Regions from separate parts of the Mus musculus genome. Here regions 1, 2, 3, 4 and 6 are each linked to region 5. Evidence: chromatin contacts called from public HiChIP or PLAC-seq and promoter capture Hi-C data. All regions are on one chromosome and are shown on one strand. Each heading gives the region's core, a stretch centred on a gene start, on an enhancer-like site or on the middle of the called end of the contact. The rest is flanking DNA. Distances are from core to core; before and after follow the strand shown. Region 1 holds the start of Tigd2 (tigger transposable element derived 2). Region 2 holds the start of Herc3 (hect domain and RLD 3). Region 3 holds the start of Fam13a (family with sequence similarity 13, member A). Region 4 holds the start of 8430415O14Rik (a long non-coding RNA gene). Region 5 holds the start of Ppm1k (protein phosphatase 1K (PP2C domain containing)). Region 6 overlaps Fam13a (family with sequence similarity 13, member A).

Region 1 (4,867 bases), core at 2,127-4,626, 1.7 Mb after region 5:
ACCCCCTTAAAAAATGGGGCTCAGAACTGAACAAAGAATTCTCACCTGAGGAATACCGAATGGCAGAGAAGCACCTGAAAAAATGTTCAACATCCTTAATCATCAGGGAAATGCAAATCAAAACAACCCTGAGATTCCACCTCACACCAGTCAGAATGGCTAAGATCAAAAATTCAGGTGACAGCAGATGCTGGCGAGGATGTGGAGAAAGAGGAACACTCCTCCATTGTTGGTGGGATTGCAGGCTTGTACAACCACTCTGGAAATCAGTCTGGCGGTTCCTCAGAAAATTGGACATAGTACTACCGGAGGATCCAGCAATACCTCTCCTGGGCATATATCCAGAAGAAGCCCCAACTGGTAAGAAGGACACATGCTCCACTATGTTCATAGCAGCCTTATTTATAATAGCCAGAAACTGGAAAGAACCCAGATGCCCCTCAACAGAGGAATGGATACAGAAAATGTGGTACATCTACACAATGGAGTACTACTCAGCTATTAAAAAGAATGAATTTATGAAATTCCTAGCCAAATGGATGGACCTGGAGAGCATCATCCTGAGTGAGGTAACACAATCACAAAGGAACTCACACAATATGTACTCACTGATAAGTGGATACTAGCCCAAAACCTAGGATACCCACGATATAAGATACAATTTCCTAAACACATGAAACTCAAGAAAAATGAAGACTGAAGTGTGGACACTATGCCCCTCCTTAGAAGTGGGAACAAAACACCCATGGAAGGAGTTACAGAAACAAAGTATGGAGCTGAGATGAAAGGATGGACCATGTAGAGACTGCCATATCCAGGGATCCACCCCATAATCAGCTTCCAAATGCTGACACCATTGCATACACTAGCAAGATTTTACTGAAAGGACCCAGATGTAGCTGTCTCTTGTGAGACTATGCCGGGGCCTAGCAAACACAGAAGTGGATGCTCACAGTCAGCTAATGGATGGATCACAGGGCTCCCAATGGAGGAGCTAGAGAAAGTACCCAAGGAGCTAAAGGGATCTTCAACCCTATAGGTGGAACAACATTATGAACTAACCAGTACCCCTGAGCTCTTGACTCTAGCTGCATATGTATCAAAAGATGGCCTAGTCGGCCATCACTGGAAAGAGAGGCCCATTGGACACGCAGACTTTGTGTGCCCCGGTACAGGGGGACGCCAGGGCCAAAGGGGGGGAGTGGGTGGGTAGGGGAGTGGGGGTGGGTGGGTAAGGGGGACTTTTGGTATAGCATTGGAAATGTAAATGAGCTAAATACCTAATAAAAAATGGAAAAAAAAAAAGAATGGAATAAGAGAACCTATATTTGCTAACTGACAATAATCAAGGGAAATCATAACTACATAGCAAATTGATGCCTTATGTAATCATTATTATTTAATAAATTCTTACCCTGTGGAAAGACAATACATGTCTAAGCTTTTGACATAGCATGCCCATGACAGTTCATGTGTGTGCACATGTGTGTGTGCTGCAGTTGTAACATTCCAGTTTGGCACTACCACTGTCATCTTGAAGAAAGCAGCTGAGGTTCAGACTATGTTATTCGTTCATAGAGAGAAGGAGATGCTCACCAGGCTCATAAGGCACCCACAAAATAGGGCTCTATTAATATTCCCTCATGGAGGGCGTGGGTAGTTCATGTGGTCACAGGTCTTGTAGGGTTCTAGAGGCTTGACAGCCTTTATGATATCGGCATCTGGCTTTTGTTCTTCATGAGGTTACAGAAGGGGTAAACAATTGACTGGGGGTAGATTCTACAAATACTCATCAAACACACTATGGAGAAGGAAATTAGCTTCCAAAAGTGGGATGGGCAAGCAAGGCAGGATTTTTTTTTCATTTTTTCTTCTTTAATACCATAGGCCACAGTGACCCCAGGAGGCTGGAAGAGAGGAAAGCCAGGCAAACTTCCGTTTGGCTAAGAACAGCCTGATTTCTATGAGGTTGGCAGTCTGAAAGCTAGTTCTCCTCTGTTAAGGAATGAACAGGTGCGAGTGTTTTTGCGCACTCCTTAAGAACGAGAAGGGAGAAGGGAAGTTTTTAAAAGCAATATGAATGAAATTGTTCTTTACTAGGAATGGTCATTTGGAACCACTCAGATTGCTTCCTTGTAAGCTTGAAGCGGGTGAGAGTTATGGGAAGTCTACTTTCAGGCAAAACTAGGGCTTGTCCAAAGTCATCCATAGGACAGCAGAGATAGATCAAAGATCAAAGGATTTCCATCCAGCAGGCCAGAGAGTGGAAGGGTGGGACTCTGAGAATAGCAGCACAGAGAAGGCTTGGGAGACAAAAGAGGGCCAGTAATCAACATTCTTTCTCTGCAGAGTGAATGAATGCTTGGTTTGATTTCCCTCTCTCCTGGTGCTAGAATTCTAGAGAAACAAACAAATAAACAACCTCTTCTGAAACAGAATAATCCACATTAGGTTGTAGTTTGTGGAAGAAGGATTTAAAAACAACACCACCTAAAAAACTATTATGCAAGAGAGGGGCTCTACGCTGGGACTGGATACAGGTGGAAGTCTTGAAATTCCCCTTTGACAGCAGGAAGTGGTCCTTATATTCCTGCACCAGCATTAAGGTCATCAGTGCCGACCGTCATGCTGGCTGGCCTCTGGTATCCGGCTCTGTGTTGCCGCAGCCGCAGAAGAGGGCAAAGAGGCTCTGTGCACTCCCTGGGCCTTTTTATTTTTACATTTGATAACTAGATTTAAGAAAAATAACAAGTATCAAGTACAACCTTTAATCTCTTAAATTTCACAGTAGGTATTCCAAATATTTGATTTTTGGCTTTTGGTAATTATATAATTTTTCAAAAAACAAAACAAAACAAAACAAAACACCACAGTGGATTTAAGACTATTCATTTAATAATTTAACTTCATAAAACATCAATACTAAATTGTAACATTGTAAACATGATTAAAATATATCTTAAGCTACTGAAGAAAGAAAAAAGAAAAAAACAACATGATCCTCAAAACAGCACAACTCTCACTTCCTTGGACACAAATATAGGAAAATTACCCAAATGATACTAACAGAACAACCTGTTAGTTAGAAGATAACAGAAGAGAGTCCTTGAGGGAAGATTCCTGGAAGGTTACAGCTGTAAACTCATTAGGGCCTTAAAATATTCCCTGAGTCTTACCAGAAAGAAAACCTTGCTATTATTCCCTTCTCATCTGCAAAGTCCGGCCACCTAGAATCACCCTGCGTCGCCCTCTGCTGGTCTCAGCCGTGAGCCACACGCTGGGTGTCCGGAGGCGGAGCATTGGCCAAGCCCCGCCCCTCCCCCAGAAGCCGCGCCCCCGTCAGCGGGCTCGCCCGCGCATCCCGCCCCTCGCCGACAACACGTTCCTGCGGGGGCGCGCGCGCGCACCTAATCCCCTGCCTTCCGGCTCGGCCGCGCAGCTCCGTTGCGCGCTCGCTCTGCGGTGGCTGGCGGGGTCGACTTCGCTGGGGACTTCCTCTGCTGGCTCTGCGTTCTGGCCGGTCAGGCGGAGCGATGCCCGCACCCTGCTTCCCGGCGTCCCGCGCGCCTGGTGACCAGTCGCTCGCTGTAGGGCTGCGGCCGTGACCCTCTGCCTCCGACTTTCACCCAGCGTCCGGCTCGGAGCTTGCTGGCCGGCGGTCTCGGAGAGGCCCTGGTAGTGTCAGGAGGTAGGCTCTCAGCTCCCGGGTGGTGCCTGCGAGCGTTATTTGTCTATTACCTGTCAGGTTGATAGGTGGCAATGTCCTAGACACAGTTGCAGGGGTAGGTATGAGTTATACGGTGGACTGATACTGAAAGGAAAACGTGTTTGGTATTTTCCTATAGGTTTCAAAGGCTCGAGTACCTCTACCACCCCAGCAGCTACTTCTGTGGTCATGGAGATCTTCTTGCACCAGGATTACTGTATGGTCTTCACCCAGCCTACCACCCCCTAGTTGCAGCCTTGGGTCCTGATTTCCACCAATGAAGTTTTTTATCCTTTCTTGAATCATGTGACATCACTTGTCCGCTGTTTCCCTTTCAGTTGCCATTAGCAATAAGTTCTTTTTGGTTTAAAGTACTGAGTTGTTTGCCTGTCCACTTACATTCTAAGAGGTGAGACAGCTCACCTCTGCTCGCTGTGACTTTCATAGGTACTCATCAAGAGTCCTTGCCTTGAAGAGAGCGTTCACTCACTTGGCTGTCTGACACAGACATCAACAGTCAGGCTGTGAGGCTTCCTGCTCCGTGTTTCTGTCTGTTAAGTGTGCAAGCCCGAGTAAAACTGTTTTCTTGAACGTAGCATAAGAAAAAAAGAAAAAGAAAAAAAGACCCATGGTAATGGCAAAAATTGATCATCATGAGAATGTTTTAGAAACCTCGGTAGGACAATATTGATTCAACTTAGAGCTTTCAGTAAGGCTGCAATTTAATGAAAAGAGCAAGGAGGAAGAAGAGAAACAAGGGTTATCTGGAGCTATTCGTTGTCATAGGAACAGGTTAAGTTCTAAAATGCAAAGGGAAAAACTCGGACTTTCGTTGAAAATTGTTATAACATCCAAGTCTTAGGGAACAGCTGAGGACTCTTAAGCCTCCATTTTCTGGTCTCTTTGTGTTCAAATCTAAGTTGTTAATTGTCTAAAATAATTAGACTAAAATGTTGGGGAAACGTAAACGTGTGGTCCTGACAATTAAAGACAAACTTGACATTATTAAGAAGCTTGAAGAAGGCAACTCCTTCAAAAAACTTTCTGTCCTGTATGGAATTGGTGAATCCACAGTTCGTGACATTAAAAAAAACAAAGAGAGAATTATAAACTATGCCAACAGTTCAGACCCAACTAGTGGGGTGTCCAAGCGTAAATCCA
Region 2 (4,653 bases), core at 369-2,868, 1.3 Mb after region 5:
TGAAGATCCCCATGATGCCAACATCTCTGCCATATCCTCAGGATGTACATCAGGGCACTGCCATATCCTCAGGATACATCAGGGCACTGCCATATCCTCAGTATACATCAGGGCACTTCCTTATTCCTCAGGATACATTGGGGCACTGCCACATCCTCAGGATATTCATCAGGGCACTGCCATATCCTCAGAATATTCATCAGGGCACTGCCTTATTCCTCAGGATACACCAGGACAGTGCCATATCCTTATGATACATTGAGGCACTGCCATAAGCCTCAAGATACATCAGGGCACTGTCTTATTCCTTGGGATACATCAGGGCACTGCCTTACCCTGAGGACATATCAGGGCACTGTTGTATTTCTCAGGATATACCAGTCTCCTGCCCTATCCTCAGAATCTATCAGTCCTTGAGATTTCTTTTCTATTGGTTAATATGTTAGGTTTTCAAAGCCTGAAGACCTGATGAGATCTGAATTATTCTGGATATGTCAGATTATGAAATTTCTTCTACTTAGAGTCATTTTCCTTTTAAAATTTAATTAAAATAAAAATATAGCACTACCACTCCTTAAGCATCTCTCATGTGCTCCCCTTCAAATGAATGGTCTCTTTTGTTATTGTTACATATGGATAAGTCAGGATGTACTGAGGAGTCCCTTTAAGAGGTGCTTGTTTGTACATATTCTCAGGATTGTATATGCTGATATGGGCTCATGCCTTCACCTTAAACTAGTTTTTGGAGAATTTTGTACATTCTTTTGGGTTAAAGCCCCCATGTTCAGCGTTTCAAATTCAAGGCAGGCAGATACATCAGTTTACTGTTACCATATAGTTTTCTTGAAGATTATTTGAAGATGAGAGGAGCCGTAGCTGAGAGCATTTTTGGCCTTGGGAGAAGAAGAAAGCTTGAATATCCTCTTACAGGCCTGGGAAAGTGGAGCTGAAACTTCTATCCACTCTTCCCCACCCCCAGACCCCCGTCCCCCACGGGAGTTTTAGACCAAAGGTGGGGCTTTATGGTTTTAGAATTGGTGATTCTCACACTTTCTGTTTTCTTCAGTGTGCTCTCCTCTCTAGTCAAGCCTGACTCTGCACCACTGCGGGCCCGCAGTTCTTGGCCCCTGAGTGACAGGGATTTGGAACTACCCTCTGCTCTGGCAGCCACCTTACAGCTCACCATGCCAGTCCCAGTTCCCCCTCTCACCTCTGCATGAATAATAAGAACCTGAATTCAGAACCAAAAGGAACCAACCAAGCAACCAAGCAAGCAAGCAACAAACCCAATCGACCAAAACCCCCACACCATTGGGCATCGCTCCTTTGCATCCTCGCTGGCGAAAAGCAATTTTATTCCAGCAAAGGTTACTCCTGCATTCTCCCATTTTGGGTCCAGGGTCTTGCCATCTGTCTACCACACCTGGTTGTGGGTCCCTCAACCTCCAGTCACCTCCCAGCCGCCGATCCCACCGCCTCCCTGTCACCTCCCTCGCCCTAGGTCCCGCCCCCTCCAGGTTTCTTTCCCCGCCGGGAGTCCCGCTACCTCCCCGCCCCCTCCCGGTCACCTCCCCGGCCCCTCCCGCCCCGACGTCGCCCCGCCTTCTCCGCACCCGCCGCGCCCCGCCCCGCTGCCGCCGCCACCATTGGCCAGGCGGGAAGTCGGTCTCCCAGCTCATTCTGCGCCCGCGGGAGTGCGGGGGAAACTTCATTATTACTGTGACGCTGAAGGCCGGGGAGGCCCGAGCTGCCTGAGGGCTGCGACCGCGGGGTCGGCGCTGCGGACCCGGGTGCAGGTGCGGGCGGGGCGGGGATCTCAGGGCACCGAGCCCGCCGCACCCGCGGAGGAGGGGGCTGGGCTGTCCGCAGCTCCCTGTCGCCGAGGCGCCTCCCGGCTCTGCTTAGCCGCTTAGCCGCGGGCGGCGGGTGACCTCCCTGCGTGAAGAGCATCGCGGCGCCGCGGCAGGGGAATTCGCGTTGCGGCTGGCCGCGGGCTCCTCCCACCCAGCTGGCGGGCGGGGCTCGGGGACCTGGTGTCTGGTGCAGACGCCGCTGCGGCCGAGCCGACGGCTGGACCCTGGAGCAGGTGTGTGGACTGAAGGGCTGGACCTGGGGAGACTCGCTCGTGCTGCTGCCGGGAGCGTGTGCAGCTCGGGGCCCCAGGGGAGGAATGCTTGAACTTTGCTGTTCCTGGCTGTTTTCTTTTAGAGTTCACACCTGCCCCACTAGGAAGTGCCTTAAATTTTACCTAAGGCGTCGAAGGTTTTACTGGGATTTGTCTCATCCGGGGTGCTTTGGGGGAGGACGATTCAAGTGATATCTTCCATTTTTTATGTGCCTTCTGTCTCTTTCCACAAATAGGAAGCTATTTCTAGAACCTTTCATTTGATAATTTGATAAAGTGAACTGATTTTTAGCTTTAGATTGGAAAGACAGGAAAGAGAAGTAAAAAGGATTAGCATTTTAAAATGCAGCCAGAGCGATGTGGTACTTTCAGAGGCAAATGACAGTGTCTCTTCTTCTTTTTTTTATTCCTTTCCACGGATATAAATCAGAAAAACAAAATCGGTGGCTTACTCCAGTTTTGACCCCATCTGAGAAGTTAAACTGCAGGAATCAAATTAGATGCAAAACTCCTTTGTCGTGAAAAATAGAAGCATGGTTCACTGTTAGCCAGTTGGACTTGTTCAGTAAGTAGTGGGGTTTCATTGTGTTAAAAAAAGAACCAGGAGTCCAAAAATGTTCTAAACTGTGTTGTAGAAGTCATTGGGTATTGCATTTCATGTTGCGGGACAAACTTGAATCTCTTAAGATCTGTATAACCACTTAAAACCGTCTGTGTAAGTAATGAAAGGAGCGCCCCAGCTGGAGACAAACAACCTTGCACCAGTTTCAGAAATAAAAGTGATAGTTTCCTAATTGAAAGGGATTCTCTTACGAAGGTAGAAATGATGTCTGAAACTCATTCAGGACCACAGACTATATAATGGCTCATACTAACATAGCTGCTCCGTGGGTGATCTTATCACATCTTAATGCTCCCCTTTGCTTTATTTGGGTGACTGGAGGTGCCTGTCTGTGACTTCTTGTGTTGCACTTAGAGGATATGGTAACAGGGAGAAACGAAAGTAGCAGTTGCGGTCAGGTAGCTAGCTAGCTAGCTGTGAAAGATACCTAGAGAAGTGAACAGCAAAATTGAATTATTTTTTTTTTCAATAATTTCTGTTCAATCTATCTATATAAGAGATTTGAAGGTAGTGAAAATTTACTACCCCTATTAAGTGGCAAGAATTTTATAAGGTTCTCTCTATGACTTTAGTCACAGTAAAGGTGACTAACTTGATCAAGGTTGGACTGAGGTTATCTTAACCAAACCCTTATCCTGATATACACTGAAGAACGTTCCATCTTGAATGGCTAAACACATTCTTCCTTTCAGAAGTTTACTCAGGCCTTTCTTCCCCTTTTTCTTTTTGGGGTGGAGTCATGCTATATGGTATAGACTGGCCTCTAAGTTAGGATAGCCCAAGCGTATGTTGAACTCTCAGTAATCCTCCTGCTCCAGCCTTATTAGCCCTGGGATTACAGGTGTGCACAATCATTCTAGGCTTATGTATTTTTAAGCACTTAGCAGAGTCCTGTTCGGAAGTCATTTCTTTTAACATGTAGATCCCGAAGCAGAGGTGGGACAGTCCAAATGCCTTAGTGTATGGTGAGGGGTGAGTTAACGTAAGGCCTCTGAGTCTTAGTTCCCCCCACCCTTACCCTCCACCCCCGGGTCTTGTAAATGGTGATAATATCTAATGCTCAGATCTGATAAGAGGATTAAACAAAGTTAAAAGCCCAGAGGGATATAGCTGCATGGTGAGGGACAGCAACATATCTTCATGCTTTCCCTTTGCTTTGAGGCAGTGCAGAGAAAAAGGTGAGTCCAAAAAGCAGGGGACCTAATTTCTGGGCTCTGCTTCAACAGCTTCTCCTTCCTCCTATTCTTTCCCCTTCCTCCTTCATTCTAAGAACTGGATATATTATATTTATGTAGCCGAGGCCGGCCTTGAACTCCGTGTGTAACTGGTGACCACCTTGAACTGATGCTCCTGACTTCACCCTCTTAAGTGCCGTCTTTCTCTGTAGCCACTTAACCATAGTTACTTGGTCCTGAAGCACTCAGCTGCCATTTCTGATGGATTTGCAAACCTGTTTCAGTAAGATGGCCCCTTTGACAATACTGTGCTCTTAAACATGTAAAACATTCAGAAATGACACATGCTGGTTCTAAGGGTGTGAGTCTCTGTGTAGGTGAGCTGGTTTTATCATTAGTCAAGGTTGTAGAGGACAGTCTGGTTAACTCTATTGAGACTTGCTTGCTCGCCCTCTCCCTCTGGCTGCCTTAAGTTCTGGTTGTATAATTGCCAATGATTTAGCGAATATGCGCTCTCTTATTGCCTACAGCTTGTCTTTTTACACTTTCCTTTAAAAGGGTTCTATTAACATATGTTAATTACATATAGTAATAGTTTTATTATCACATTTTTATGTTTATAATGGATTTTGATCATATGCAACTTTGTCTTTAAACTCATATTTACGAAATTTAGAGAGAGTGTGGTTTTTGTGATTTGGTTTGCTTTTGTTTGAAACACGGTTCAGTGT
Region 3 (4,587 bases), core at 1,495-3,994, 1.5 Mb after region 5:
TCCACAGAAAAAAGAAGATTGGAAAGAGGACCAAGGTGCGTTAAATCATTCTCACTCTTTAACTTGGTGTGCATTCTCATCTCAGTTATAAATCGGGGGTATTAAAATATCTTCTACGCCTTCGGAAGGGATGCAAAGGAAGGCTAAAAAGTCACCTATGAAAATTATAACTTAGGTAGACATTATTACAGTACAAGTGTACCCTCTAATAACATCAGACACGTAGATGAGGTTGAATAAAACACAGGGTGAAACATATCCATCGAGGTGCATCTGTTATTACTCTAATCTTGCTGTGTATTACAGAATTTACCGCATGGCATTGCAATTGCCTGGTGATGTTTCTGCGTCCTCACTAGTGTGGGACAGCAGAACTTGTGTCTTAATTTCCTTACTGGCAGGGCAGTAGTGTTTGATCAAGGAGAAAACATTAAACAATGTTGTAAGTTTTGTTTGAACAGGCAAAACTGAAAAGAATACCTCCCATAAGGCCATAATATTAAATATGCTATGTGCCAATGTTAGGCAGCATAGTGTCAGATTACTACATGGACCAGCTGTCAATAGATTTCTACAAGCTATAATCATTAACTAGAATTCACACCAGTATTTTCAATGCACTATTCACCATGAATTGCTTTACTTCTTGTTTAAAGCTAATATTTTACCTATTTATTTCAATTCAGTTTCAAGCACTCTGGCACTGAAACCTTGCACGAGTCTATAAACTCTCTCCTTTGGGAGCTTGAGGATGGGATCCTCAGCAATGGGGATCATTTCTATAACAAACATGGAGAACAACAGCCAAAGACATTGGCCTGAGATCTGAAGAGAGACACCCTGCAAGATCATGAGCGATTCGGCATAAACACTTAGACTCACAAGGGACCTCTGTGCAGAAAGCCTCATCATACACACCTGGCCGTTGTCTTCAAGAAGTGTATAATCAAAAGCAGAAATAAACTGCAAGTGAAGATTGCCAGGGGATCAATCATCCCTGCCATGGGGCTTGGAAGTAAGGGGACATTGAGTGCACAGTGAGCTGGTGAGGAGTGACCAGAGAGACAAAAGTCATGACTCAGCATTCTGCAATGCACACTGAGATTTCTAGTTTCACTATAGCGACCAACAATGTAAAATAGTTTTCAGGAACTCACATGGTCATTTTTGCTCTACATAGCAGGCATTCTATTTTTGTGTAGCTACAACAGGGCTTAGTAATGGCCAATACTTTTTATCTAAAACATGACCTGCTTAGAGATCTTGAGGACCGACATCATTGGAAGGACAAAAGTTCCCAACCTAACAATTAGATATTAAAACTCCAAAAAGTGTACATTAGTTTTGTTCTCTTAGAAATTTCAAGCATGGGGACTTTTCCACCAAATCAATGTAGAATTATAGATTACTCTACACAGCACTTTCTTCTACATTAAGTATCAATTCTCTGATAAGGTACTCTGAACACCACATCAAGTTCCTATTACAGTGGACATGTCAGGACAGCAAAAGAAAAACAACCACACTGGCTCTCACCACAGCCAGCCTGAAGGAATCTCTTTACCAAAAATGATACACTTTTAAAATCATATTTCTGTTGCTAAAGCACAAACAAAATATACATGGGATTGTTTCTTTTCAGTAAATTCATTTCATCTAAGTATTTTCAATAAATTGCCATTACTGTCTGATTTTTGACAATACCATTTTCCATAGAAAACTGTAAATGAAACATATATATGAAGTCAAATGTCACTATCACTAAGTAATTGCAATTCAGATGTAACCATATGATTAGCACAAGTCAGTTTTTAAACTATGAACTGTGACCTTGGGCGGCTCAGACTTTCTGTGGGGACAGGACTCAGTGATTTCTGTAGTGGCTTTAACACACAGCACTCAGCACTCGGGTCTACTTCACCAGCAGTGTGCTTCCTAACAGCCAGGGCTATGTACAGTTAGTTACCTTTATTTATTTCTATAGGACTCAGAGAGACACCCCACCCCCTGCCCCCATCACAGTCCTCAAAAGCAAAGCCAGAACCCTGTGCTCTATCACTCTTACACAGCATTTTTTTTTTCCTTTTTGGTTTTTGTTTTTGTTTTGTTATTTTTTTCCAAGCGTCATTTGGGTAACCAATCTACCTAGAATTATTCAAGGAAAAACATTGTTCTCAACCTTTATTCCGATAACTACAATATACTTGAAGAAAGTCCTTGCCTAGAGAGCAGAGAATCAGATCCATCTATGAGCTCTAACAGCCTGGAGACCCAGGAAGCCCATTCAGTTTGCTTTGCTTCGGTTTGCAGAGGTATTGTCTTAAATACACTTCCCTTAAAAGAAGGTATAGCTGAACCCAATAATCATGAGCAACTACACAAAAGTGTCAGTGAAAGAGAAGTGCGCTATTTAAATGTTTCTATCTGGTCTGAGGAAAGAGCACTGTGCAGAACAGACTGCAAGGTTTGCAGCCTGTTACTAATGATGCCGAGAGCACTGGCCAAGTACGCTGCCCAGAAAATACCAAACAGCATAAGAAGCAGAGAACACTACCTTCGCAGCGGCATGATTTCACAAGCCATCCTCGTGTGCGAATCTGCACGGGATCCCCGAGTGCCTTCCAGTCAAGCCCTGTGTGCAGGACCCGCGGAACACACAACCTGCTGCAGCTGACACTGCCTCTCCACCTCCAGCTGCAGGCAAGGATATTTATCGGCTGCCTCCACATTTACACTGCAGTCCACTTTGACCTTTTGTTCCAGCGAAGCAGCTGAAACCCAGAGCCAATCAGAGGCGGAGCAGTGGAGTGTGAAAGGCTGCTCCTCCTCCTGATCCTCCTCCCGCTTCTCCCGCTCCTCCTTCTGTCCCCACCCCACTTTGCTCTGCTCGCTGCTTAGTGGGCTTGGCAAGCCCCAGCAACCTGAAACTTTCCTCTGAGAGGTTCCAGACAAGTCTGTCAGTCTGTGAAGAGCAACCAATAACTGCAGAGGAGCCCAATCCTGCATGGCTCAAAGTGCAAGAAAAGCCAGCAAGGAAATGCAGTGTCAAGGACAGACAGCGTCCCTTAAGGTCCCGTTTCTTTGAGGCCCAAGTTGGACTGCACCTTGTTTTTTTCTAAAATAAATAAACAAATAAAAACTACCCAAACAGTAGCCAGAGAAAGCTTTTCCAGATTGTTCTAGGCTTTTCCTGACGAAATACCTGAACCCTTGCCCTACCCACAGTTTCTTCCCCAGATACTTATTTACACTAGGTTGTGAGCAGTTCCTGGTGACATCACTCAAGGGGAAGAGGACAAGGTGCCCTAACTGGATTCAGGTCTTCAGGAGATCAAAACATCTACTGGTGTGGCCCTTCTGTTTGTTGTTTTTACATTCTACCCAAAATGTCAACTGCACTTGGAAGAGATTTGTTTCTTATTATATATTCTTATATTTTACAAAACCAATTTTTCCAATAAGATTTTCTAAGTGCTTGTAAATGATCTTTTATTATTTTGTATCTCACATATGTGTGTGTGTGTGTGTGTGTGTGTGTGTGTGTGTTTGCCTGCATCTGCATGGCATGTGTGACTGTTGCCTAAGGGGGCCAGAAGAGGGCATTGAATCCTCTGGAACTAGAGTTACAGATGGCTAAGTGGCCATGCTGGGAACCAAACCTGGGTCCTCCAGAAGAGCAGCCAGTTCTCCAGCCCCTGTAATTTCTTCAGGGCCACTCACTATTTCTAGGGAAGTAATTGTAGTTCACAGGCTTCATACAATGCAAGAAACACATCTTGTACAATTTATTTCATATTATGCAAATTTAATAAGTTCTAACACAGCCTACTTTCGCATTAACCTGATACAAGCTAGAGTTACATAGAAGGAAAGAATCTCAATTGAGAATAGCTTTTAAGACCTTTTTCTTAATTAGTAACTGGACGGGGAGGGCCATTGTGGATGGTGCCACCCTGGGCTGGTGGTCCTGTGTTCTATAACAAATCGAGGTAAGCATGTCACGATGAGCAGGCCAGTAAGCAGCATTGGTCCACAGGTTCTGCATCAGCTCCTGCTTCTAGGTTCCTGCCCTCTTGGAGTTCCTGTCCTGGCTTTTTTAAATCATGAATTTAATGTGCAAGTGTGAGCCAAATAGTGTGTGAGGGCGCGCATGAGCGTGCGCGCGCACACACACACACACACACACACACACACACACACATTTGCTTTCTGGTCATGATGTTTTCATTGCAGTAATAGAAACCCTAACTAAGACATATTGCAAATTAAAATTACCTGTGCTTATAGAAAACATTTACATTTTAGTAAGAGTTTTGATAGTTTATTAAAATAACCTTGGCATGAAGGAATACCTTCTGCAAATAAAAGGCAGAGACACCCACACACAAACACACACACATACAGAGAGAGAGAGTCAAAAATCCTTACGTGTTCACCTTGTAACTATGAACTTTGATCTTAGATTAGAGAGGACATACATTTCCCCCATTTTAACTAGGATAGATTAGTGTAAAGCCTATGACTAGAAAAGCCATTTTCTTTTCCTCTAGTCATACCTTGAAATCTATTAAGGGTTTCTGGTGGGAC
Region 4 (5,043 bases), core at 573-3,072, 1.4 Mb after region 5:
AATGGGGAAAAAAAGAGAATAGTCACAGCAATTCACCAACACAAGTCTCATGCCCAAGCCAGCCTGTAAGGTGTATTTTTCTAACCTTGTGGAAAACATCCTGCCCAGCCTTCTAAATAAAATGCTGCTTCCTTTACACTTTTATTCTCTGCAGACAAATTCTTTCCTGGAATGATTTCTATGAAGCTCTACATCAGCTTCTAACCACTCTGAAGAGCTTGTTCAGGGTTATTTTAAGTTATGTGTGTTGAGAGAGAAATTTACATTTGTGATTAACCAAGAGAAATAATCAAACTGAGTCTATTTCAGGGGAGGAGCAAGGAAGAGACAGTAGCTCATTTGAATTCTGGATTCAGACTCTTCTTTTTATTTAAAAGCTATATAATAGCCCATACCACTGAACTCAAATACGGTATTTATTTATCTGGGCTTTTGCTTTTATTTGGGCAACAGTGATCTCTCTAAGACTCTTAAGGTTAGAGAAGCTAGATTGTTGCCAATTTATAGATTAAAAAGACATATGCTTATTTCAAAGTGGTCAAAAATAAATGTCAAACCAATAGATATCCTGAAATAGACTAGTTAAATTTCACATGAAGCAAGTCAACCATGCCCTCTTTTGTTCTCTGAATATTTTGAGTTGGAATGATCTGAGAAAATTTCAGATCTGCTGCCTAATTATATGAAAACAACCAAAACAGGTTTCTTAGATTATAGGGGGAAAACATGAAAATTAAGCGGTCTGTTCTCACAGAGCTCCCTAGGTCAGGACAATAAGTAGGATAGCCTTTCACCCTGTGGGCTCTTCCCATGGACTTTTGATGATTAGATGAGAACTGAGGAGTGGGCAAGGATTGGGACAGGGCATACCCACACAAGCAGGGCTGCTTTTCCTAGTTGTGACTCTGTTAAGTCATTATGGGCATTCGGCTGCCTTACTAAAGCCAGGAGCCCATTTCTCTCTATGGCCTTCAGGCACACACTAGAACAGTGACACAGATTTGAGTGTAGACAGAGGGATAGAGGAGGCAGCTTGAACCCTCCCTTGATATAGTTGAGAGAAAGCTCACTTCTTCAGATATCAGAGTAAATTTCTGATGTCTTCATCAGAAGGCTCTAGAAAAGAACAAGCTAAAACCATGTCAGAGGTCTTCAGCAAAGAACTGCTTTCAATCAATGTTCCCAATGATGTGTTAACCAGATTTTTAAAAAAATGTATACATTAAAAGATAGAAGAGAAGCAAAGAAGAATATCTTTCTTAAAAACTTGGAATGTATACTTCAGGAAGTGAATAATGTAGTGGAGTGTGGCTGGTGGGTAGCAGGGGCTAGCTAAGGCATGAGGGTAGTGGGTGAGATGGTGGGTGGCTGATTTTCTGGAGTGTACCACAATCAGGGCAGCACTCTTGGTGGCTTAAAAATATACTGCAAGGTGACACCAGGACAAAGAGCCTGCATATTTTCCTTTCTTGTATTGCAACTACCCTTGGCAACACTAAACAGCATGTTCCTATGCCTGGTAAGGGATTTTGTCTTTTTAAAAATTATTATTAATAGAAACCCAGTTTCTTCTGCATGCATGGCTCATACTCCGATCTGCACAGGCATGTGGTCACAAACCTTGTATATACTTATTCATATATGCTTTTGCAATGCAAAACCCAGATTGCAGATGATCACCTACCTTCCCAGGTCTTCTCATCGCACAATGCTGTCAGGTCCAACTGGGGCATATCTGGGACAAAGCTCTCCTGCTGATCTTCACCATCTTGATTCCTCTGCTGTTTGGTGTCAGATAGACTGGGATGCTCCTGAATCTTCATCGTGGGGTTCTGAAAAAAACAGCACAGTGTGCCCTAATAGCTACTGTTCACCAAAATGCAAAAACATTTGCATCAATCCACGCCTTCTAAATGCAACCTCCCAAGCCACAGCTGCTAACATTTCCACTGCAGAAATAAAAAACAGGGCTTGATGCCCCCTGGGCACTATCTGGCTACTCTCATGCAAATAGCCACTGTCCATCTGCCAGCCTTTAACTTTTCTTCTTGGAGGGGAGAGGCAAGATGATTTCCTTAGGCTGCTCCTCCAGATAACTCCAAGCAGCTGACAGGTCTTGAGTGATTACTGACTAAGACCGGAAAGAAGGAGAAGGAGTTTATGTTTCTTAAAGGAGCATGGCCCATCGGACGGTAAACAACAACAAAAAGCTGGCCACGGTTGCTAAGGCTGTGGCAGCAACATGGTGTGTCTGGCAAGCGGTGGCTTTGCCGCTTAGGTAAACATTCCTGCAAGGGAAAGGGAGAAGCTGGGGCCACCACAGTCTTCTGAGCCTTCAGGCTTAGATCGATTAAATGGGGCTGTTTTCTCTAGAGTGTGGGGAGAACAGACTATTTATGGAGGCGCTCTCTGGGTATTAAAACATTGTTGCGCAAATTCAAATGGCTGGGGTTTGGTGTTTCATCTCAGCTAGCTGTGAGAAACAGACCCTGAAAACAAGCCAGGGATACAGGGAGAATGATCTTCCCTCCGAGTAAAAGTAAGAGCTGGCAAGTTGGGGATGTGTAATTTTATCCTAAAAATACGCAGTTGTCATTGTTTTTCTATTTATTCAGTTAACCTTGAATACTAAAGCTGCATTTGGCTCTGCCATTGGTGGTACTCACACCTGGCTAGGAAATGATGGAAGGGAAAAACCTTCCCTAAAATGCAGATATTTAAGCTAAGTTCTTTTGTGTATGTGTGTGTGTTTAAAATGGCAGTTAAATGAATTCTTTTGCAACAAAATTGTCTTTGTAACTTGTTCTCTTGGCATATTGTAATTTAAGCTGTTATAGCTCTTCTAGCGTTCAGGAAATCATAAATGACTGTGCTTAAATATTTTTACTAGAAAATGTACTTTTCATGTAGCATAGATCTGTACAAAATATTTTCTCTGGGGGTAAATGAACATTTATTTTTAGTTATCCTATCATTAATTAGAAAAAAAAAAACCAACAAAAACATCTGGAAACCATAAGTGAATTCACTAATGTAGGAGATGTTATACTTAAAATAAAGAGCTATTTAAGCCTTCCATCTCCTTTTAGTAGCTGTCTGACCCACTTTGAGATCACCCAGGGAATTCCTGGTGCTTTTGTGCTATTCTGTTTCTCTTGAGTGAAGCATGAAGACTGGCAGTTCTTAACATGGTGAACAAAACAATACTTCAATACAGTCACAATGAGCAGTAACATTACAAGAAATACCAAGGTCTTATACTCTAGGGTAGTGGTTCTCAACCTTCCTGATGCTGCGACCCTTTAATACAGTTCCTCATGTTGTGGTGACCCCCAACCATAACATTATTTTGTTGCTACTTCATATCTGTAATTTTGCTACTGTTATGAATCATAATGTAAATATCTGATATGCTCTAGGATATTCTGAAGTTGTTACCTGTCTACTGGAAAGCAGTCATATTACATCAGTCACTGGTTCTGTGAGTTTAGCCTAAGTGGACCAGGGATGAAAGGTTCAACCTGGTATTCAGATTTCAGATGTTTTAGGGACAATCGGTCAAATTTTTGTGTGAATGTATGGGTTTGTGTGACTATAACTGTGTAAGACAGAGAGATGGACATGCATATAGTAAATAAGTATTTCTCAACAATCTTTTAAAGTTCCTGTGAAGGTCTAAAACATGATAATCAAAGCCTGCAGGCCTACAACACACACACAAAAAAGACAGCCAAGCAGAAGCCACCATTCCTTCTGTTGTTATATGGCACCATGTAAAGACCAATGAGTCATATGCTGGGTCCCCAAAATGAGCACGTATGACTGGATTTAAGATAAAACATGTTACATCAAAACATGGAACATGTTTATGCATCAAGGAAAAAAAAATGAACAAAGGGCCACGTATGTGCTTGCCATGAATCAGCAGTCACAGTTGACTCAGGCAGTAGGTATGGATAGGAAGAATGCAGAAGAGGTTCTGACACATAGGCACAGGCAGAAGAGGGCCAGGGTGAAAGCAAGCAAATCATGGAGCGTCCTGGCCACTGTGGGAGAAGAGGTTCCAGGGGTCAGCGCTCAGATTGAGAAGGAAAAAGGCAGATGACAAGGGAGCCAGAAGCAGAGGCAAGTACCAGACCCCATATGCTGAGCTGAGCTCTGCATAGTTCAGTGTACAATAGTGCTGGCCACTATATGTCAAAGATGCGGCATGCAAAGAGGAAAAGTGTTTATTAGTTCACCCAAGAAATGATTTTCTAATGTGGGTTAGACAGTTTCTTAGACACTAGGAAAGTTGTGTTAGACAAAATAAAAATGTCCTGTGAGTGTTACACGATAGAAACAGTTAATAAGAAATAATTCCAGGTCTAGAAAGATGGCTCAGTGGTTAAAAGCACTGTTGCTCTTGAAGAGAACCCAGGTGCTATTCTCCACATCTATATGGAGACTCCCACTGTCTGTAACCCCAGTTCCAGGGGGTCTGTCCTCCACAGGAACTTCATATACATAGTACACAGACATATGTGTGGCCAAAACACACTTACACATAAAATAAAAATAAACAAGTCATTAAGCATTTTGGAAATAAAACCAACACTAGGTCTATGGAGACTGAAAACAAGGAAAGATGGTGTTAGTGACAGTGGACGAGGTGTCTTGTTTTATATTGAGTGGCCATGGATTGGATGGCTTCTTTTCATAATGACACACAGGCAGAGGTGTGAAGGAAATGAGGAAATCGGCTGACATTGGGAAGACCATTTCAGGAAGGAAGAAGCTTTGTTCAATGAGGCCTTGGTTTTTTGTTTGTTTGTTTGTTTGTCTTTCATGTGGTTTAGGCATAGCAAGCAGTCACTGCTTCTGAAATCCGGTAAGGACAGGCCACCAGGGTGGGTACCATTTGGTGTTGAAGAGGAGGACATCCTGCATAGTGAAACCTAGGCTAACTGAAGTTGATTATTGGAACAGTGGACACATCCCTCTTTCCTATCCCTATCTAGCGTGTGCAATCATGGAAACACTTGCTCAGCAAGCATGCTCTGT
Region 5 (4,780 bases), core at 1,985-4,484:
TATAATCAGGAATGCCACTCTGTGGTTTAGAAATCTAAGCTAACTGATGTTAGTAAACCATTTAAACAATTATATGTAAGCTTTCAAAGTGAAGCATCCGTCATTCCTGATACTACACAAAATATCCCAGGAAACTAATGGAACATGTACAAAGCATATACACAAACAATGCATAAACTTTAAACTATGCCAAGGAAAAAAATAAAGAAAAATAATTTGCCTGGAATCCTAGATATAAAACATAACCAATCTAAAATATATTGGTAATTGTATATAAAAGGAAAAATGGTAATCTTGCCCGAACTATTTCAAATTCTTTCTTATTTCTCAACCAAAACAAAATGTATCACAACTTAACCACATCAGTCTTTTTTTTTAATTTATTTATTATTATAAATAAGTACATTATTGCTGTCTTCAGACACAGCAGAAGAGGGGGTCAGATCTCATTATAGGTGGTTGTGGGCCACCATGTGGTTGCTGAGATTTGAATTCAGGACCTTTAGAAGAGCAGTCAGTGCTCTGACCCACTGAGCCATCTCGCCAACCCCACATCAGTCTTTAAAAATATGTTTGTGTATGTCCAAAAGTAAAAACGCATTCTAGGGGCTGGAGAGATGGCTCAGCGATTAAGAGCACTGACAGCAGTCTTGAGTTCAAATCCTAGCAACCACAAGGTGGCTCACAAACATCTGTGACACCCTTTTCTGTTGTGTCTGAAGAGAGGGACCTTGTACTCACATACATAAAATAAATAAATCTTTTAAAAATATGCATTCTAGATTATGTTCTCTATTATAAATTTCTGAAAATACGCCTTTTCCACCATTTCCTCCTGATTTGTGTGACTATGTCTTTCTCCCCATCTTCCTCCTCAACCTGATACTTTAAAACTGACAAGTTAAGAAGTAAAGAAATAAATAGAATTGCAATGTTAGAACAATGTTATTGCCATATAAGTAATTCCATTTAGCAGAAATTTCAGCCCCAAAAGTTTAAGAAGCTGTGAGATCATCTTCAAGACAGTACTGTGAAACCCACTTTTCCAGAACAACAACTTCAGGCCAAAGGAGTTTGATTCCCAACACTTAGGAGATGGAGGCAGGAGGATCAGGAGTTAATGCCCAGTCTGGACTACTTAACACCCAGTCTCAACTCATGGGCCTTGTGAAGTTTGCCAGTCACCATTTGATTTCATAGCACAAGGACCCACACATGCAGATGCAAGACTACTGCACCAACTTTCCTTTTCATATTTCTCAGATGTTTTACTTGCTCAGCAGTTTAACCCCTGAGCTTTTTCAATTTCATTTTTGGAAAAAGGAGTCCTATCTCGATAGCAGGTTTTGGCACTGGAATCTGAATGTCAAAAACTATTCAAAGGGGAAGTTTATTATTATCACTTTACACAAGAACTCGGCAGGATTAACTGACTGAGGGTTCTGGCAGTCAGCAGAGGGCTTGGAGTTTCCTCCCTCCAGGAAGCTGGTGAGGTAACTAGAAAGTGGCACTTTGGTATTTTTCCATAATGGAAACACAAGATAATTTTTGATATGTATGTATGCATACATACATGTATGTGAGCCCGGGGGAAGTGCAGGCCAGTGCAAGCAGGCAGAGGCCTTTAGTGGTCAAGCAACATCATCGGCCCGATTTTTAACACTCTTAAACTCCAAATTTCTTTACCACCATCAACAACAAAACCCCAGTGCACCCCAATAAACAACTAAAATCATCTGAAAACCTCAGAAATGTATTTTAGGAAATCCGCACTCTTGATGCCTTTATCGCCTTTTAGGAGGAAAGGAAATGTTAGTTTACTGGAGAAAAGAAAACAACAAAACGGTCAATAACTCCCTTCGGTTGTATGTGAGAGTCTGTTTTCATAGGCGAAGTGAGAATACAGTATTGAAAAGTAAGTGTTACTCAACTCTGTGAAGGGGGTGGGTTGATGTAGACAAGGAAAAAGAGACTCGGATTGCAAGAAAAACAATTATAAACAAGAGCCCATTATCCAAAGCTTCCTATTTTATGACATTTGTCATACAGTGTGGTGAGCTGGTTTCCAATTTCCACAAGTTCCAACACACACTAGAAGGGCAACACAGCCCCTTCCGCCAAGCCCTGCAGATCTCGATCTCAAGAGAGCCCCAGGTTTCCTCACCAGGGCACAGGTCCAGCAGAGGCTACATCTGCTCTGCCGGGTTGACATGCACATTGGGGGTTGGGGGCTTCGCAGTTTCTATTCCTGCAGCTCCTACAACGAAAACCGGTGGAGCTTTTGAGAGTCGAAATTTCCTAGCTATTTCTACCCAGAGCCTCAATCTTTGTCTCCTCCGGGTAAATTCTCTCATCTACAGAAAGCGTCTGCGAAAACCTGCGCCAGGAGCCACATGCCCCTAAGATACAGTGCTCTCCTAGCAAAGCAAAACACAAGCTCTCAGATCCAAACGACCAGGGCTCCGCAATCCTTCTCTACACCAGTCCCTTTGCAAGCCTGGGCTGGATAGAATCGTGGGCTGGTTTGCTGGCCTTGAACGAAGCTGGACGCGGCAGGACAACACTCTCCTGAGCTCTTGAGATCTGGCATCCCAAGTTCTTAGGCAGCTATGCCTGCTCTCGCGGGCAGGAGCGCACCAAAGGGTCTCGCTGCAGTGAATCAGGGTTCTGTTATCTTTGCTAGCTTTCTCATTCTCTCCCTGGGACCCCGCCCATCTTTCTATCCCTGCTTCCCTGGGGCTCACTATCAGCCCGAGGTCAAGTTCAAGGCCGACCAAGGCTGCTTTGGGGGAGCCGGATGCTCGGGCGCAGCCACCGTGGGCCTAGGCGAGAGCAGCTGCTTTCCACTTCCAGAAAAAGGGAGCACATCGAACCCAGAGAGATGCGCGTGGGACTCGGTCTCAGACAGAGTAAGCTGCAGGAACTCATTTCATATTTCTCTTTCGCCTTCCCGGGGACCTCCGGAGACCGCCAATGTCTCGTCAACAACCTAGGAGAATAAGCGAATTAAACTCCTTAGGCTCTTACCTTGTGATGGGTAGGTGTCTGTAAATTTCTTAATTGGCTAATGGAAGGAAGGGAAGGATTTCTTGGATGATAAACTAGACTGACTTCTCTGTTGATTATGATCTCCAGAACAAGCAATTAGGGAAGCCACAGTCTCTTCCACTCCTGGAAATTCTCGGAAAATAAAAAAAAATCAACCGCAGCTGGCCAAATGGAGACCCGGAGGAGTGTATTTCCGATGATTGACAGCAACACTAGCCAGTTGGTGCTCTGAAAGACTCTTTGCCCGCCCTCAATCTGAGCCAATTACAGATTTAGATAGGAACGAGCCTCCTGCACAGGCAATTTGACCTCTCAGATTGCCAATTAAACGCCGTAGAGCGACGTCAAAGTGGGCCAGTAGCTGTTCGACGTTGGCGCCCCGCCCTCCTGATGGGCCTGGCGGCCTCGAATCAGGCACCAGGGACCTTGCTTTTCGCCAGCCACTGGAGGAGGGAGTTTCACTTCTGCCAAAGTTATCTTAACTCTGACCCAAGAAATCGAGACTCGGACAGCCACGCTTTGCTTGAGTGTAGCACTTGTACGTCATCCAGTGTTCTTTGACAAATCACAAACCAATGTTCTTCGGACTGCATTAACAGGCATCTTGGGATGGCTCGCGACTATCCTGCATGCCAAAAAGATTTCCGTCTTTTGAAGGAAGCATTGCCTTGGATCTGGGGGTCCAAACTGATTCAAATAATCAGATAACTGCCTTTAGAACCTTCGGTCTAATAAGGAAGATGAGGAAGCAAGCCAACAAATAAACAGTAAAAGACAAATCACGTCTAAAGAGGGAACGGCTCAGGTGTGGCTGGAGAACACTGGGCAGCGGATTTTACCGCGCTGAATCTAGTCAAGGCAGGATGGATCTGAGCAGAAGACAATAGCAGATGCCTTTCAGGCTGTATCAGCACACTCCCGGGCAGGTTTCATGCACAGGAATACTGGTCAACACTAAATTGACTCCATGATTTTTTATGTGTGCGTGTTTTGGTTTTGTTTTGATACTTTTTAAGTCTTTTTAAAAATATTCATTTATTTATTTATTTATACACTGTACACTATAGCGGTCTTCAGACACTCCAGAAAATGGCATCAGATTTCATTACGGATGGTTGTGAGCCACCATGTGGTTGCTGGGGTTTGAACTCGGGACCTTTGGAAGAGCAGTCAGCGCTCTTAACCGCTGAGCCATCTCACCAGCTCCCCCCACCTCCACTTTTTAAGTCTTAATTGGGTTGTTTTTGTTTTGATTTTGGGTTTTTGTTTTTTTGTTTTGTTTTTTGTTTTTGGGTTTTTTTTTTGAGACAGAGAGAGAACATACATAAAGTTGAGTGAGTAGTACGGAAGTGGGGAGGATCTGAAAGGAATTGTGGAAGGGGAAAGAATTGCTCAAAATGCATGTATGGAATAAGTTTTAATTAAAAATATTCTTAAAATTAATAATTAAGTTGTGTTGCCTAGTTGCACCTCCTGGTCCAAGAGCATCTGGAGACCCAGTGCATTTAATAATAATATGTTTCGACAGTGATATTTGTGTTAGTGACTCACTAAATCTAACAATGGCTTATGTTGGATAGAGAATCAATTTTCATAAAGCTCTTGAAATTGTTACCGGATCCAGCATATAGACAGAAAAGTGTGCATATTGAGTGTGGCTCAAGAGATCTTCACAACATACAGCCTGACTTTATATCTAGCACCTGATCAAGAAACAATGTTTTTAGTCCCC
Region 6 (4,600 bases), core at 13-2,512, 1.4 Mb after region 5:
ATGATGCTGACACAAACTTCAGAGCTTCTACAGTTAAAAATAATTTATTTTTTAAATACAAAATGCAGTCATGTGTAAAAAAAAATGTACACAATGGTTTGAATTCAATTTCTCTTTTTAAAGGACATTGGTAATTTAAATATTTTTCTGATTATATTTCATGTAAGTATTGTTCTGGGGCCCATATTAGTGACATTTTACCCATTTCTGTGTATTTTTTTTTTCATGCTTCAACAACGTGCCAACAAACTGATTGCTTGGGCCATGCACTTGACCCTGGCTGGCACCATTCTGGGAACCATGAACCTTCAAAATAATATGGAATTGTCAATGCACATAGACTTTCCCTTCACATACACATGAATGTGTATCTACAATTCTGGCCTTCGTTTATATTCATACATGTGTTATAATCATGGACCACTGCCAGTGATATGTACAGTGTTGGGTATGTGCATATTACCCTTATTTGGAACATCCCATGTTGGCTAGCATTTGTAGCCATGCTGGTGGAGCAATTTGAAAACATATTGGCTTCTTTTTCTTTTTTCTTTTCTTTTCCTTCCTTCCTTCCTTCCTTCCTTCCTTCCTTCCTTCCTTCCTTCCTCCCTCCCTCCCTCCCTCCTTCCCTCCCTCCCTTCCTTCCTTCTGTTTTTTTTTTTTTTTAATTTGAATGTTCTCTTTAGAGCATTTTAGGGTCAACTGAACAAAATTATATCAATGAAGGAAATTAAAACATTCTAGATTCTCCTAAGTAGCTTCAGCATTTGGGGTACAGTTTTGTTCCTCTCTACTGCTTTAACCAAATGGACACTGAGAAAACACCCCATGGGTACTGATCTCAGCAGGGACTCCACCTTGCCTCACTGGGGGTGGGGGTGGAGAGCACAGAGGACGTGAGTGTCCTGGAAGAAACATCCATGAAAGCAGAACAGAATTTAGACTGCAATTAGTCTTTCACACAGCATTCTGTGATGCACATACTGTCGACACCATCTTACCAAAGATTAAATCTCTTCTGAAAATCAAGTTTAAATGTATGACACTCCTTTTATGTCTCTGATGGTTGCTACATCCAGTTGCCTCTACTGAAAACTAGGAAGCCACTAGACAGACTGCTGTAAAGGGTATCGGAGCCATTTTTATTCTTTCACTCTGAGTCTTTAACTTACAAAGAATTGCAAGCGCAATACTGCTCACAGTTTAGTCAGCCCACAGTGCTCTAAGACAGTGTTGAGTATACCAGCAGGAACTGGTTCTAATGGTCCTCGCCTAGACAAGTCAGGTTCAGAGAGCAGAGCCAGCCTGCAAATGGCTTTTTCCGCTGCGTAGGTGTTGCATCAGAATGAGACAAAGTGGAAATTGCTCTCTGCTCCAGCCATGGCTGATAGCAGATCTGCTGTGAATATTAATCTTTTGATTGAAAGTAAGATTAAGCTTTAAAAATTGGCAACCAACCAGAAGAAATCTAGGATTCACAGTGAAGTCTACAAAAAAAGCAAAAACCTAGCTTTTTGATTTGAGATCTGACTTGATCTTGCACGGGGACCACTAAGCTTGTTCTAAAATGTCTACAGAGGTTTGTTAAACTTCAAAGCGAGCCTTTATCTGAAACATCGGGCCACCGAGTCTTAAAAAGTAAAGTCTGACCTGAATGATAAGAAGACTAAATGCCATAACGACAACATACTGAATAATATACAAATCTATTAGATGTTTACTCCAGACCAAACACGATAAAAACAGTTACTTTCGAACATTACATGCCTCTGCTACCCTGTGATCACAGAGTCAAGCTTACTCTTACATAACCCTCAGCACTTTTGTTGCTATGTGTTAATATATATGCACACTCCCAAGAGCCCAAAGAAAATCCCTAGTCTACAGCATTCTGTTTGTGCGAGGCCAATTAAGATGCTGCCTCTAGTGCTAGGAGATGAAGAGCTGCAGAGACAGTTGCCATGGAAACCAATTTTCCCCACATTTCCTGCAGAGCCAGAAACCGCTGAGTAATATGCCTTCCGAGAAGATCTGGCATAAACACAGCTCCCACCTTCATCTGGGCTCCATTTTATGAAGGAAATAAGTTAGAAATTATGAAGGAAACCATGGTATTCCATACATGATTTATTTTCCAATAACGTGGTAATTTATTGATCACATAAAACTGAATGGGGAGTCGTGAATAAATCTTAGTTCATTTACCTTTGGTGCAAAGGATGGATTTCAAAACATCTAATAGCTTCTCATTTGTATGCAGCTTTAAAGAAGAAATCTCTAGTGTATTCTTTTCAAAACAGTGCTCTTAAGCAGATGTGCTTTAAAAGTTAACTGGTGCTGATTTGAGTCATTCCAGTTTCCTTAGGAGATTAAGTACTTAAAAATTACAGACTAGATATGGATTTCCTTTTAAAAATACAATTTTTTTGGTCATGTGCATGATTCATGTTCAGGCCTCAAAAAATAGAAAACGTCCTACATTACAGAATTTTATTCATAGTATAACTCCTGGAAATCATAGCAAATGTAAACAGCAGAGCAAAGAATATCAAACTACATTTTCATGTACATTGAAATTTGTAGGATTATGTATCGTCTTTAAGTGTGTGGATAAAAACAGTATTTCCAACACATAGCTCATGCTTCTAGGGGATTGTTTGTAAAAGCAAAACTGAAGGAATCCTCCACCCACCCCACCCGTTACTGAAAGAGCCTCCTGGTGACAGAGCTACAGTGGGGGAATCAGTGCTGAAAATCATCTGACTGGAGACCCCCAAACCTATTTTATCATTGTAATTGGTGGTACAGTTTTCCATTCTTCTCATTAACATTGTGCCCTCTCGAAGGTGACTCTCCAAACAGAACAGGGTCTCTCTGCTGTCTGCCCAGCCTACAGTTCAGTCTCTCAGACACAGGGCTGTTGCACAGCTGCAAAACCAAGCCTGCACTCTTCCGGCGGGCGTGGTAGATGAAAAGAAAGAACACATCACAGGAATGACAGCAGGCACACAGAAGAGATGAATAATGGGGAGGGGGGTGTCTTAAGTTCCCTGGTCCCTCCAAAATGTCTAATATAGACAGCTTTGTGACATAGTCTTTGGGAAAAACAAAAACCACAGCATCAAAATGGGCCACACACCATTTTGTTTATGTATGATCTTGAAAACGGTGTGATCTAGATTCTGCCTTGAGAATGAGCTGAGCACTTAGGGCTACATCTTCCCCATCCATTTAGGGATTTTAGTGCAGATTTACTTTCGTAGAAAAATTATGCTCTGGTAAGTTTAGGAGACTGATACAGACTCCCTCTCTCCCATAATATTTTATATCTCATCTAATAATGAAGCAAGACTCCTTTGTTTGGCTAGTGCAACAACAAAATTGAGCCCCAAACAGGTTATCATAGGAACACCGGCCGCATTTTGTGTTCGGCATCAATGTCTGAGACTGGAAAGTGCAGTCAGTGTCTTGAAGAGTTTTCAGGCTCTTCAGCTGTCACCTGATTTTAAAATAACATCTGCATAGCTACTTGTTTAGTCACTCTGTCCTCAGTGTACACAGGTATGAGGCAGGGACTTAAAGTCTGTCAGTTGAGAGATCTAGTCAATGAAATGACTGCCCCGCCACTGGATGGATGCAGCCTCCTTCTACCTGAGAGCTAACAGGGAAATGGATTTGTCAGAGTGGATAAGCGCAGCTCGGGAAATGGCCAAGGCAGCAAATAATGTGCCAACACATGGTCAACCATGTGGTGGGGTCCAGGGTGGGCACGGACCTCCACAACAAGCAGGCTTTGCAAGGGAAGTCCTGAGCTTGTGCCTGTCACAGTTTTAGAATGGCCTCATGTTTCTCAGTTGTCAGGGAAGAACAGGTTATCTGCCGAGTCTGATGGTGTGTCTAATCGCTGCTCATGTCAGTGAAGTTCCTACTGCAGTGTGTATTGACATGTGTAGGAGTCTTGACTCTCCCACTATAAAATTCCTTAGTCAGGTCACACTGGTATCTTCCATGCAGGCAGTTTCTAAGGCAGGCAATGGAAGCAGGAGTCAATCTGATGGGTCAGAGGCAGGGGATTGCCTGCTTTGTGAGTACAGCTCCAAGGCTGCCTTCCAGAGCTGTTCTTTCCAGGGAGAACTGTCATTCATCCACACCACCAGTCCTTCACATGGATTTCGAATCAGAATCTCTTTTGCTGATGAGCACCTCCAGCAAACGTAGCTTTGCCTTTATGTGCTTGTATTCATTGTACTCTTCAGCCATTGGAGTACGGTCTTCCTTCTGGACATTTCTAGAGAAAACGAAGAAAAGAGAAACTGAGGATCACTTTCTGCCTGCTTTAAAGGCTACAATTCACCAGGGATGATCATTAGGAAACTACACATTCTATCAATCTAAAATCACTGTTGACAGCTGACTCTTGGTATCTAAGGCTAGATTCAGACAAGTGCAAAGTGGTTCTTTTCTGGAGGTTCCATGCAACTTGAGGGCCAGTAAAGTTAATCTAGGATCCAATAGGAGGCCACAAATGACTAAAAAATGCAAAGATTTTCTATTGATTTTAAAGTATGGTCTCACAGTAATAATTTATTCAGAATGAACA

What was found. Promoter capture Hi-C pulls out the DNA fragments that hold promoters and counts their contacts. HiChIP or PLAC-seq counts read pairs in DNA pulled down with a chosen protein or histone mark. Capture Hi-C pulls out chosen DNA fragments and counts their contacts.
Region 1: a promoter capture Hi-C map of pre-B cells shows a contact between it and region 5. The contact joins the promoter of Tigd2 here to the promoter of Ppm1k in region 5. A contact is called at or near these places in 8 of 39 promoter capture datasets (the 3T3-L1 cell line, the C10 cell line, hippocampal neurons and 4 more), 1 of 484 Hi-C or Micro-C datasets (CD4 T cells), 2 of 115 datasets of contacts at active chromatin or transcription factors (astrocytes and thymic regulatory T cells) and 1 of 9 other capture datasets (adipose tissue).
Region 2: a contact with region 5 is called in a promoter capture Hi-C map of liver. The contact joins the promoter of Herc3 here to the promoter of Ppm1k in region 5. A contact is called at or near these places in 3 of 39 promoter capture datasets (cranial neural crest, hippocampal neurons and pre-B cells), 3 of 484 Hi-C or Micro-C datasets (CD4 T cells, cerebral cortex and embryonic stem cells), 8 of 115 datasets of contacts at active chromatin or transcription factors (astrocytes, cardiomyocytes, embryonic forebrain and 5 more) and 2 of 9 other capture datasets (adipose tissue and liver).
Region 3: a contact with region 5 is called in an H3K27ac HiChIP or PLAC-seq map of microglia, with 6 times the contacts expected there. The contact joins the promoter of Fam13a here to the promoter of Ppm1k in region 5. A contact is called at or near these places in 4 of 39 promoter capture datasets (the 3T3-L1 cell line, cranial neural crest, liver and 1 more), 1 of 484 Hi-C or Micro-C datasets (cardiomyocytes) and 2 of 115 datasets of contacts at active chromatin or transcription factors (microglia and pancreatic cancer cells).
Region 4: a contact with region 5 is called in a promoter capture Hi-C map of hippocampal neurons, with 3 times the contacts expected there. The contact joins the promoter of 8430415O14Rik here to the promoter of Ppm1k in region 5. A contact is called at or near these places in 4 of 39 promoter capture datasets (the 3T3-L1 cell line, 3T3-L1-derived adipocytes, hippocampal neurons and 1 more) and 1 of 115 datasets of contacts at active chromatin or transcription factors (astrocytes).
Region 6: a promoter capture Hi-C map of hippocampal neurons shows a contact between it and region 5, with 4 times the contacts expected there. The contact joins the enhancer-like site here to the promoter of Ppm1k in region 5. A contact is called at or near these places in 3 of 39 promoter capture datasets (hippocampal neurons, liver and pre-B cells) and 1 of 115 datasets of contacts at active chromatin or transcription factors (astrocytes).

The regions. Positions count from the first base shown.
Region 1 is chr6:59,205,494-59,210,360 of GRCm38.p6, forward strand. It overlaps Tigd2 (tigger transposable element derived 2), which reads left to right and starts at 3,377. Exons shown (of 2, transcript NM_001081145.1): 1 at 3,377-3,688; 2 at 3,846-4,867. The coding sequence starts at 4,657.
Region 2 is chr6:58,829,847-58,834,499 of GRCm38.p6, forward strand. It overlaps Herc3 (hect domain and RLD 3), which reads left to right and starts at 1,619. Exons shown (of 26, transcript NM_001361966.1): 1 at 1,619-2,086; 2 at 2,556-2,690.
Region 3 is chr6:59,021,758-59,026,344 of GRCm38.p6, forward strand. Fam13a (family with sequence similarity 13, member A) reads right to left here and starts at 2,745. Exons shown (of 18, transcript NM_153574.2): 1 at 2,555-2,745. The coding sequence starts at 2,583. Gm52905 (a long non-coding RNA gene) reads left to right here. Exons shown (of 2, transcript XR_003956447.1): 1 at 1-35; 2 at 687-3,153.
Region 4 is chr6:58,963,377-58,968,419 of GRCm38.p6, forward strand. It overlaps 8430415O14Rik (a long non-coding RNA gene), which reads left to right and starts at 1,823. Exons shown (of 4, transcript XR_001785268.2): 1 at 1,823-2,278. It overlaps Fam13a (family with sequence similarity 13, member A), which reads right to left. Exons shown (of 18, transcript NM_153574.2): 8 at 1,685-1,832.
Region 5 is chr6:57,532,253-57,537,032 of GRCm38.p6, forward strand. Ppm1k (protein phosphatase 1K (PP2C domain containing)) reads right to left here and starts at 3,235. Exons shown (of 7, transcript NM_175523.5): 1 at 3,028-3,235.
Region 6 is chr6:58,931,424-58,936,023 of GRCm38.p6, forward strand. It overlaps Fam13a (family with sequence similarity 13, member A), which reads right to left. Exons shown (of 18, transcript NM_153574.2): 18 at 2,113-4,288. The coding sequence ends at 4,162. Among named protein-coding and RNA genes, the nearest start is that of Nap1l5, 27 kb to the left of the region's middle. Within about 2 kb of position 1,263, at least 82 of the 459 cell types and tissues checked have an H3K27ac peak or open chromatin away from gene starts, as enhancers often do. A contact at or near this core is called in hippocampal neurons, where this site is marked.